Regions from separate parts of the Cricetulus griseus genome. Here region 2 is linked to region 1. A link is a contact called in public Hi-C data. All regions are on one chromosome and are shown on one strand. The core of a region is the stretch at or near the end of the contact, and the rest is flanking DNA. Distances in the headings are between cores, read along the strand shown.

Region 1 (5,790 bases), core at 729-3,228:
TAGGGTGTCATCAGAGTGTCCTATCCTTTGGGATAGGGCCTAGGCCCAACCCCCGTGCAAACACCTAAGTTTTTAAAGTTACATTTATTTACTTGCACATATTTGTATGCGCATGGGCATGTGTGTGCACATCAGAGGGGAGCTCTCAGGAGTCAGTTTTCTTCTGTCCCAGCCTTTACTGGATGAGTCATCTCCCTAGCCTTATTTTATTTCCTATCTATTGCTAATGTGGTTATTTCTTACCACATGAAGTTTAAGACTTCTTTGGGGGCTGGAAAGATGGCTCTGCAGTTAAGAGCAAGAATTGTTCTTGCAGAGGCTTTGTTCTAGCATCTGCATGGACAACCTGCAAGAGCCAGTAACTCCAGCTCCAGGGGATCCAACACCCTCTCTGGCTTCCACAGGCACTCACATTCATGTTCAAGATACACATAATTTAAAAAGTAAACAAATCTTTAAAAACAGAGAGGTCTTTGTATATTTCTAATGCCAATCATTTGTCAGGCATGGATTTTACAACTGTTTTCTCTGTTTCTGGCTTATCTTCTATTCTCAACAGTAATTTTGCAGACTTCCATAATTTTGATGAACCCAACTCACTTTTTTTCTTTCATGCTTTTGGTATTATATCTCAAGGCACCACTGTTGATAAAAGAATAATCTCGGTGTTGCACAAAGGACCACATGAACAAAGTGAAAGCAATTCAGTAAGTCGATTTCTTTTTGCAAAAAGTGCAAGCACGCGCCCACGCGCGCGCACGCGCGTGCGCACACACACAAACACACACACACACACACACACACACACACACACACACACACACACAGTGTAGTTTACTCCTTTTCCTCTTCAGAGGGCACTAGCTGCTTCCTTTCCGTTATTTTCATGTTTTCTTCCACACCAGCACCTACAGCAAACAGCCAGAGTAAATAAATACAAGTTTAATTTTCCATTCATGTAGGAGAGAATTTTGGTAATTTTATTATGTAAAAAGGGGCCTGTTTTCTTGTCTTTAGGTATTACAATGATATGGTGGTTCCATGAGTCTTTATTACAAACACTTGACCTTAATTTTTTTTGGATAGGTTCTTGCTGTATATCCCAGTCTATATACCCCTGCCTCAGCCTCCCATCTTTTGGACCTTACCCATAGCCCTCTACCAACTTTCTTTCTTTCTAAAACAAAGCAAAACAAACATTTGGTTATTTAGTCAGTATTTTTAGGTGTGTGTGTACCTTCAAGAATTTATGTGCCTCACATGCATGTAGGAACCATAGGAGGATAGAATGACAGCATTGTCTATCCTGGAATCAGGGTTACAGGTGGTAGTGATCTGGCTTGTAGGTGCTAGGAACTGAATCTGAGTCCTCTGTACGTGCAGTAAACGCTCTTAATCGCTGAGTTATCTCTCCAAATCCCTAGCCCTTGACTGTCCAAAAGCAAAAACTGGGATTATTTCGATACCATATCATGCTGGCAAAGTAGAATCAAACCTCCACTTTGTTAGTCAGAGGAGGCCTGTAATAAAACCTGGTCACTCTGCTCCCTACATAGAAAATGAGATTTTTCCCTCACCACTTACCCATTTTTAAAAAATGATCATCGCTTGCCAAGTAATAGAAACATGCAGGGAAGCTTTTAACCAACTCCAGCTTGGAATTTCCAAGCACTAATTTGGACACATCAAACTGGGCAGGCTAGGTGGGTAGGGTTTGCTGCGCAGCTACTCGAGGGTCTGCGGTAGCCGAGAGCTGGCGACCGGGTAAAGCCTGAAGCTGTAATGATGTCAACTTGTTATTTACTTTCCAAATCTGAATGACTGAGCAAGGCGAAAGGAGAATCAATCAACCACAATGTGACCCTACAGGCGGAAAAAACGCAGCGCTACCACCAGCATGCAGTGGGGGAAGGGAAGCACGTGTAAACCGGGCCAGGGTTGCATCATGAGCGGGCTCGGGTTTTCGATTGCACCCTTCGTAATACCTCAGCATCAGTCTGCACGAGCTCAGGAGCCCGGGAGCTACGAAGGGCAGGCTCAAGGGAGCGCCACCAAATCCTTTGGGGTGGGGGGACTTGAATGGCAGCCGATAGCTAATAAGCCAGTGTTCTGCTGATTCACAATTATGGAGACTGTGTAAGTGTGTATTTTTTATTGATGCGCTCTAATAACGGTGTACCAACAGTCGTTTGACATCTTTGACGTTTCGCAGCAATATTTTGCAAGGTAATTTTGAGGTCCGCCTGTTTGATGGAGAACCGGCCCCTTAAAAACTCGCCTGGGGTTCTCCCCCTCCCTCCAACCATCAGAGCAACAAACGCCTAGTGTTCAAGGAAGGAGCAAGTGAGGTTAGAGTTTAAATTGCTGAGTGTTACTGGGCTCTTAGCACCAAGCTCATTAGAAGCCTAAGGGAGGGGCAAATTGATTTTAAAAATACTCAACAAGGCAGACACCGAAGGTGCTGAGGAGGAGGGCCGGATATTTATTTAATTGAATTAAAGCCGGGAGTTGGGGGGGAATTGTCACCAACGTGGAAGGAAGAAGCGCCAGGGCTGGGCCTTACCAGCCATGGCAACAGAAAACATTTTGCCAGCGCCTGCGGTTTCAGGCCTGGGGATGGGGATTTGCAGGTCTGAGGACCCCAGTACCCTAACATACCCCTCCCCAGTATATTTGTGTCTTCGCCTTGTACTGAAGCTAATCCCCTATGCATTTCAGATTCTTGGTTGGGAGGTGTTTTGCAAAGGTCATGGCTGCGCCCGAGTCTTCAGTTTTTTTTTTTTTTTTTTTTTTTTTTGTGGGTGGGCGTAAAGGCACGGGGGGTGCTTTAAATCGTTAATTTTGAAGGAGATGCTCCAGGAGACGGGTTGCACGAGGACCTCCTAGGCCAGCTGGGCGGCTTCATCTTTGAGGTGGGGGGATGGTAACACTTTTCAGCGGCTTGGGTTACCATTCCCTCCCCCAACCTGCAGGGTGGCCCTTGTTCCCACCCCCCTCAAAGCAACCTTGGAGTGCCAGGGTTTGGGATTGGGTATGTTTGTGGGGACCCTGTTCCCCTCATTCCTCTCGGAGCCTGTAGAAAAGGAGCTAGGGACCAGGTTGGGGCCCAGAGGGCAACGCTTGGTCTTCCCTCCTCCACCTTGGGCGTGGGGCGGAGTGGAGTGGGGGTGGGGAGGCTGTAGGGTGAAGAACTGTGCAGGGATGTAAGTCTCTTCCCTGTCCCAGGGGGTTGGGGGGGCTGGGTCTGGACTTGGTGGGTGAGGGCGGGCCTGGCGTCCTCGCCCTTAGTGGGGGAGGGGCTGCCGCGTGGGGACGCGGGGGGGGGGCAAGGCGCTGGGGAGGGGCCGGCGGGGACACGGTGGGGGAGGGGAGAGCTGTAGAGTACCTCCTCCAGGTGTCTGGGGAGAGCTGCGTGCTAGCGACCCCCCTTGGCACGTCTCGCAGCCAAGGTAGGCGCGCTTGCGTCGGCTCCCAGCGGAGGTCACTGGCCGTGTTGGTCCCTCCCGCCGTCCCGCCCTCTCTCGCCGCCGCCGCTCCCAGCCCAGCCCCCCCAGTCTCGACGCTCGGAGCGACAAGCCGCCAGCGCCCCCGCCCCGCCGCCGCTGCAGCGCCCTCCGGCCGCCATTCGCCACCGAAACTTTCCAGCGCCCGCTCTTCTCGGGGATTCAGTGGCGGACTGGGGGCGGCGCGCGGCTGCTCCGGGGCGCCTGGCCCTCGTCGGCCTCAGCGCGGCCCGGGCTGGTGACGGTGGACCCACCAGTACGCACAGAGCGCGGCCACAAGTTGCACGGCTCGCGGCGAGGTGAGTGCATGCCGGGCAGGGGCGCAAACTTCTCGGGCCGAGGGGCCTGGCGGTGGCCCTGATGGTGGTGGTCGGACCCCGGAGCTCCAGGAGGGGCAAGTTCCCGTGTGTCCCCCCCCAGGGCGGGCGCGCTCCCTGCTTTCTGAACAATACCTCCGGGGCGGCCGCTCCCCAAAGTGGCCGCGCGCGCGCGGGGGGCGGGAAAGGCCTGGGTGCGCCTTTGTTTTGGGGAGGGGGACAGGCAAGTTTAGGGAAGCGCTGCCTTTTAGCCCCTGAATCTCTTTGTCTGCGGCTCCAGAGGGGGCTGGCTGGGCTGACCTGAGTCGCTTTGAGACTTGGGGGCCGCGCGGGATCCCCTTGTGGGGGAGGGGAGCCTCATTCATCCTCGAGGCGCAGGCCGGCGCTCCCGGAACCCGGTGGACGCGCGGCGGCGCGCGGGGGAGAGAGGCTGGGGCGCCTGTGCTCAGTTTCCGAGGCACAAACTGTCAAGGAAGTCCGGGAGCCCCCTCCCCACATCCACTCCCAGGCTTCGTCTCGGGGACCAGGCCGGAGGGGGGGGTTGACACCGATGGAGGGCGGCTCCCGCGGCAAGGTGAGGGTGAGGGACCGCCTAGCGAGGCCTGGGGAGGGAGTAAACCTGTTGCTTTGGGGCTGGGGAGGGGTTCGCCATATCTGCCCTCACCCATATCCCCGTCTTAGGAATTTCCCTTACGCAGGGACGGATGCTGGGAGCGGGACTTTATGTGGGAGGGGTGCGCCTTTGAACATTGGTGATCTCCCGATTTTGTGACAACTTTAGGAGGCTGGAGGCCCGCTGGTGCTGGATGGGGCCTGGGCTTCATGTGCGCGACCAGTGCGCAATCAGGAGCTCGGGGCTTGTTTTTTTTTTTTTTTTTTTTTTTTTTCCTTGCTTTTTTTTTGCTTTTTTTTTTTTTTTTTTTTTTTTTTTTTTTTTTTTTTTTTTTCAGTGGCGGCGTTCTCAGGGCCCTCTGCGCTGTAAATTCCGCAGTTAGGGTCAGCTCCGACGAAGTGTTTTGGAGCAAAACCTAAAAAAGCTCCCCTCCCCCCAATCAAAATCTAAGCCTCACGCTAGTGCAAGTGTTTGTTTCTGTTCTGCTTTGGTGTGTGCGCTGAGCTAGTCCCTGGTTTAACTTGAAAGAGGGCACACAGGACTATGGAGGAGGAGTGAGCACCTTGTCCCCCAGGCGTCAGTTTAAGGTAGCAAATAGGTCTTGATGGTTCTATGTAATTTACCATTAGTCATTTCTAGAAGAACCATAGAAGAAATGAAAGAGTGTTGAGTGTAGATGGCACTTTTATTTTTAAAGGGATTTCGTGTCCAAGTGTGCTGCAGATTTTCATGGAACCACCCACCTGGGTAATTAGTGCAACGATGAAAGTTGAAGTTCACTTGATCCACTTATTAAAATGGCCCCCTAAAGCTTTTCAAGCCTTTAATCACACACACCTGTGGGACTGGCATGGGAGATTTGGGGTGTAAGGCTCCCATCTACCCCAGGATACCGTCTTACTCAGGTCAGAGAAATCCATTTTGGTAGTACTACTGAAAGAAAAAGGAAGGCATTTTACCCCTTTTATGGTATTGGGCCATAAAAGGAAATTTAAAAATTACTTTGGTTTTGCTCTTGGGTAAATGCTGGGTACTCTGCTAGGCCCAGAGAGTCACTAAGGCCTTTGGGGAGCATTGGAAATGGAGGCTAATTGCTATCCAATAAGGGTGGACTATCAGGATCCTTGGGGTGCTAACAATTGTCTTTGATCCAAGATTGTTGTGGTTTGAATAAGAATGGCCTCCATAGGCTCATGTATTTGAATGCGTGCTCCCCAGTTGGTGGAAATGTTTTTAGAAAAGCTTAGGAAGTGTGGCCTTGTTGAGGTTTGTGTATCATTGTAGGTGGGTTTTGAGGTTTCAAAGGCCCAGAGCATTCCCAGTTAGTTAGTTTAGTTCACTTTTTTGTCCGTGCTTG
Region 2 (5,508 bases), core at 1,779-4,278, 75 kb before region 1:
TCTGCAATCCCAGCACCCGTGGAGTGACTAAGGTAACTCCATCTTGTCCTGACTCCATTTTATGTTTATTTAGACAGTTCTCAACCCTCTGCTCCCTTCCTCTCACAGTCACGTTGGCTTGGCCACATGTTTCAGATTTCCATGACCTTGACCATGGCCCAGATGTATTAACCAGAATAATTAATGTTTATACAAAGTTAACATAAACTAAAATAACTGGAATTTTATATGTCAAAAATAATTGCCATTATGTCTAAAATAATCACTATGTTCTGGCAGAAATGAATGTTTCAAGGTCACTCTGACCCTCATCTGACTTTGATGTAAATTATGGACTTTGTGGGTTTTACATATAAAAATGCTATATCCCTGAGCTTGGGCACGAAGAGACTTTGAGGCATGAGCTTGCTCTTCATCTCCAGCCAATAAAAGACTTCTATCCTTTGAATTGGTTTAATCTGTGTGGTTGCCTGTATCTTTCTTGAGTGGATTATTAGGCTTAGAAGGTGGAAGCTGAAGGGGGCAGAAATTCAAGGTCATGAACCATATAGTAAATTCAAGTCCAGCCTGGGCTACATAAGACTATCTCAAAGCTGGGCATGGTAGCACATGCCTTTAGTCCCAGCACTGGGGGAAGCAGAAACAGTCCAATCTCTTTGAGTTCTAGGCCAGCTTAATCTACAAAGTAAATTCCAGGAGAAGTCGGGACGGGACTGTTACTTAGAGAAATCCTGTCTCAAAAACAAGCAAAAACCCCAAAGCTCTCACATGAGGGCAGTAGGTTCTCAAGCAGGAAATAAGTCAGGATGTATGTACCCATGCCCCTGATTGGATGTAGGCTGAAGGTACATCAGGATGTACACTTGCCCCTGCTTGGACCTGATGGGAAATACTTAAACCCCTGCAAAACTTGACTCAGGGCCATCTTCAGGAAACCTAGAGATGGACCTGGTCAGAGCCCATCCACTAGGCCTGTATTTAATTAAAGCTTGCTTCAAATTTGGCTTTAAACTGTGGTAGTGGTTTTATTCTCAAACTGTGAGTTTAAAAACATGAAAAATGAGGTGAAGCTTTTATCTACAAGAGGAGGAGGGGCCATCCACGTAAGGATTCCTGGTGATTCATCTTCAATGAAGCATCCAGAACTGTCATGTTTCAGGTTTTTTGAGTCAGGGTTTCACACCTGAAGCCCAAGCTGACCTCAAACTGGCAGAGATCATCCTGCCTCTGCCTCCTGAGCACTAGAATTACAGGCATGATTTACCCTTCCCGGATCCATCCTCCATGACTGAGAAATAAAAAAAAAAAAAATTGACTGCTGCTTAACTAGGCCAGTTGGTGGGCCTGGCATCCAGCAGCCTCAGTTGTTAAGATTTCTAAGACAGAATGCAAAAAGCAGAGTCTGACCTTCAGCAGACAGCCCTGTATTTATTAGCACACACAGCAAGGGGCAGCCTCTCTCCCGTGGGAAATTGAGGGGTCTGCCAGGGGGAAAACTGTGTTTTATAGGCTTGGGGTGAGGGACTTGGGAAAAAGAAATTGTTACAGCCTTAGCCCACTGTCCTTTCCTGCCTGCAGTCTCTCCTTCCTGAAATTGTTCGTCCAAGGCAAGGCAGACTTTACCTTGGGAGATAGAATGTCTCTACAGACATGCCTTTCTGCACTGACAGATAAGATTGAGCAAGGTCACCTGTAATCTCATAGGAATCCTGATTTACCACGGAGGCACTCTGTCATTAGCAGAGAAACAAACGCAGTGCCCATGGAGATGCTGGCCAGCCTGGCTGTGTGCACTGGTAACAGATGGTGAACTACACTTGCCAGTTTGCACCTAGCCATTTTTTAAGTTGTATGCACAGAATGGCATTTAAAAGCCTTGTATATCTCTTTACAAGGAACAAGCAGCAGAAAATACCCTCCAAAGCTGGCATGGAGTGAGCAAGTGGCTGTGCCCAGTTAGGAGAGGGGTTCAGTTTTTCGTGGGAAGGGTTTTTTTTTTTTATTTAGCTGGCATTGTATTGTTTGGGGCTTTGTGTTTTGGTTTTCAGGGGTTTTTTTTCTGGTTTGCCTTGTAATTGGGACGAGTTTGAGGAGGGCTGGAACTGTTTCTTTAAGGTGAAGGGACAGCATGAGTAACCTTGAGAGAGTCTGAGATATCATCATCTCATCCACCCATTCTTGTCCACCACCCTGAGCACACACAAAACGGTGATTGTCATTTTGAGGGTTTTGTTTTGTTTTGTTTTTGTTTTTTTTAAGCAGTAGTTCCTATTACATTCGAGGAAGACCTAGGCCAAACAATGTTCTCTTTTTAAGTAAAAAAGAAAAGAAAAAAGAAAACTCAAGACCTCTTTGGTAGGAATCTGGAATCTGCTCTACTACAGCTGTGTTGTAAATCTGTTTTCTTAAGTCCTTAATTAACGCTTCCAGAAACTGGGCGTGTTTTCATTTGCATTCCGAAACAGAATTCTGACGTGTTTGAACATTGTCTGCTTGGATTCAAAAGGAAACTGTAAATTTATACAGTCTGTTTTTTTTAAAAAAAAATTGTCAATTGCATCTTAATGAGTCTCCGCAGTGAAGTGCCCCACCCCTTCTCCCATCCCCCACCTACTGACCCGGCCCTCCTCTGCCAGGGCCCCCCCTCACTTCCCTCCTCTTCCTTCTTTCCTCCACTTCCCATTCCCCTCCATTTCACTTCCCATCTACCCTCCTTCCGGCTCTATTTTCCATCCCCCCTTTTCACTTTCCAAGCCTGCCCCTCCTCCTCCTCCTCCATTTCCCAGGCCCTCCCTCCCAGCCCAGCCCCCACCTTCACTCTTTCCCCCCTTTTTCTTTCCTCCTCCTCCCCTTTTCCTGCTCTTCCTCTTCGAACTGTGTGCATTCCAGCTGCAGCCCCGCCCCTTCCTCCCCACCCCGCTCAATTCCCCCCTCCCCTCCCTTGCCAGCTCTTCTGCCCGGTTCCCAGCCAGGCTCCCAGAGGGCTGGCGAGCGCATGCTTCCAAAGGTCACGTGGTCCCTCCGCCTCCCCGGCGGGGGAGGGGCGGCTGCAGAACCTGTTCTTTGTTAAGAGGTCAGAGCCTGCGCCTGCGCTAGCTGGGAAGGAGCTACCGAGGATCTTCAAAGAGCTGCGCAGTCTCGGCGCCCCGCCCCCAGCAGGGCTTGGGCTGTGATGGTTGGGCTCCTCAAAGGCTGCTGGGTTCACCGCCTCCACAGGGGATGGGGACCTTCTGGGAAACCCAGAGACCCTGTGAAACAGGGAAACTGGAGAATAGGGGGTCTGCTTAGCCCCCGCTCCTGAATGCTCAAATGTGTAATTGTATCTAAAGATCTTTTCCCTGTGCAGAAACATTTTCCCATCCAAAAATGGCAGTTGAGGGGGAGGGGAGGTGGGTAATAAAACTGAGCTTGCTCTGTGCAAGCAGTTGAGCACTGTGATTAGGTTACATAGCTGTAAAAATATTTTTCTAGGTCACTAGATATTTTTCAAAGTCAGACTTTGACTGAAGGCAGTGGAATTTTCTGTGCCAGAATGTATTAACCATTCCTAATTGCAGGGAATTACTGTTTCATAGTTTTAAAACATGGGCGAGGGACCTAGCTCTGTGGGTTGTATGCTTGACTAGCATGCCTGAAACCCGGGGTCGGCAGCACTGAATTCTATTTGAGCGTGGTAGCACACACCTGTAATCACAGCGCTAGAGAGGTGGGGGCAGTAGGAGCGGAACTTCAAGGTCATCCTCGATTATACAGTTTTAATTTTGTTATGCTTTGTTGTTACCTCTTAGAAGCCTGTTCTTTTCAATTGAGAGCCATAAAGGGAGTGGATCGGAATGGAAGGGGATATGGAGAGGACCTGGAAGGAGTAAAGGGAGGGGAAACTGTAATCAGGATACACTGTACAAGAAAATCCGTTTTTAATAAAAGGGGGAGAAATAAACAGACAGATTTATAAGAAAATTACCATTAAAAAGAAAAAAGTTTCCAGCCTGAGATATATGAAACCTTGACTCAAGACAATAAATAAAAAAAAAAAACTACAATTCCTGGGCAGGGGGTTACAGCTCAGTAGTAGTGTACTTGCCAGGCACTCAGAAGTGGGAGAGTGTGTAACTGTGTAATTATATAAGTAGCCTTTTCCTCTATAGTTCTCAATGTGACAAAACAAATATAGGTCAGGGATAGGCATGTTTACCTTGCCTGCATGGATATTTCTGGTTTAGTTTGGTTTCGTTTTTAAGCTTCTATGTATATCCTGTATACAAATGCTACCTGGGTACACTTGTGCCATGGCATACATATATATGAAGGACAAAAGACAATTGGGTTTTCTGGTTGTTGTTTTTCTCTCTAACTCTGTGAGCACTGGGATTATAGATGTGGGATACTCTGTCCATCTTTTAGTGGATTTCAGGGACCTGAATTCAAGTCCTCTTGGCAAGCACTTTAAACACAGTCATCAGCCAGGATTGGAATGCCTGGCTGTAAATGGGTAGAGTTAAAGGAGGAAATACTGACCAAGTTTCCAATAGTTGAAGGTGACTGACCAGGTTGTCAGGAAATAGACAGTTCTAAACATCCCAACATCCCCAGGCTTTGGAAGAAGACTTTGAAAGAAGCTCTCTGGCCACACCTTTGAGAATCACACTCCATGAATGGCCCATAAAGCCTAAGTGTTTGTAGTGGGAGGTCAGAAAAATTCCCTTCTGTTGTGTTTTATGATAAATACCGTGCTTCATATACAAATGCACATTTAATCAGAATGGTCAGTAACACTGATTCTATGTAAATAGAATGCCAATGTGTGAATAGCACAGATTTCACTATGGTGATATAAGACTTGGGCATCCAGTCATCCAGTTGCCTCCTGTTAGTGTTGAATTTCACAGGCCTCAAAAGTTCAGGGCCTGCCTTTAGGCAAAGAGTCCAGCAAGTGTGTAATGGGTGAGTCACTGAACTTGTGTCGCCTCAAGTGTGTTGTTATTTCCAAGCTTTCCCAAGTTATTTCTACTTCAACACTGAATATTTAAAAAAAAGAATTACTGTTTCCATTACTTTTCTATTGCCATGACAAAATACCATGACACAAGGCAATTTATAAAAGAAAGCATTTAATTTGGGACTCACAGTTCAGAAGGTTAGAGTCCATGAACACCATGGGGGATGGCTTCAGGCAAGGAGGCATAGAGCTGAAGCAGGAGCTGAAAGCTTACATCTTGAAACACGACAAATCAGAGAGAGCTAAGCTGGAACAATAGGGGCTTTTGAAACCTCAAACCTTCTACCAATGACACACCTCTAGGTGGAATTTTCTGTCTTGCCTGCCAGCTCCCAAATAACCACAAGGAGACATTAATTATGAAAGCTCAGCTGATCGCTTAGGCTTGTTCTAACTAGCTCTTATAACTTAAATTAACCCATATTTGTATTAATCTATGCTCTATCACGTGGCTTTTACCTCTATCCCACTTTGTGTTTCTTACTCATTCTATGTCTGGCTGGCTTCTC

What was found. Hi-C and Micro-C count contacts between places; a contact is called where the count stands out from the background.
Region 2: a Hi-C map of fibroblasts shows a contact between it and region 1, with 2.8 times the contacts expected there. The contact joins the enhancer-like site here to the promoter of LOC100755304 in region 1. A contact is called at or near these places in 2 of 8 Hi-C or Micro-C datasets (the CHO-K1 cell line and fibroblasts).

Annotation. Positions count from the first base shown.
Region 1 is chrX:89,531,446-89,537,235 of CriGri-PICRH-1.0, reverse strand. It overlaps LOC100755304 (F-box-like/WD repeat-containing protein TBL1X), which reads left to right and starts at 1,978. Exons shown (of 21, transcript XM_035450130.1): 1 at 1,978-2,136.
Region 2 is chrX:89,607,576-89,613,083 of CriGri-PICRH-1.0, reverse strand. No RefSeq gene overlaps it. Among named protein-coding and RNA genes, the nearest start is that of Claudin-18, 240 kb to the right of the region's middle. Within about 2 kb of position 3,028, at least 5 of the 6 cell types and tissues checked have open chromatin away from gene starts, as enhancers often do. A contact at or near this core is called in the CHO-K1 cell line and fibroblasts, where this site is marked.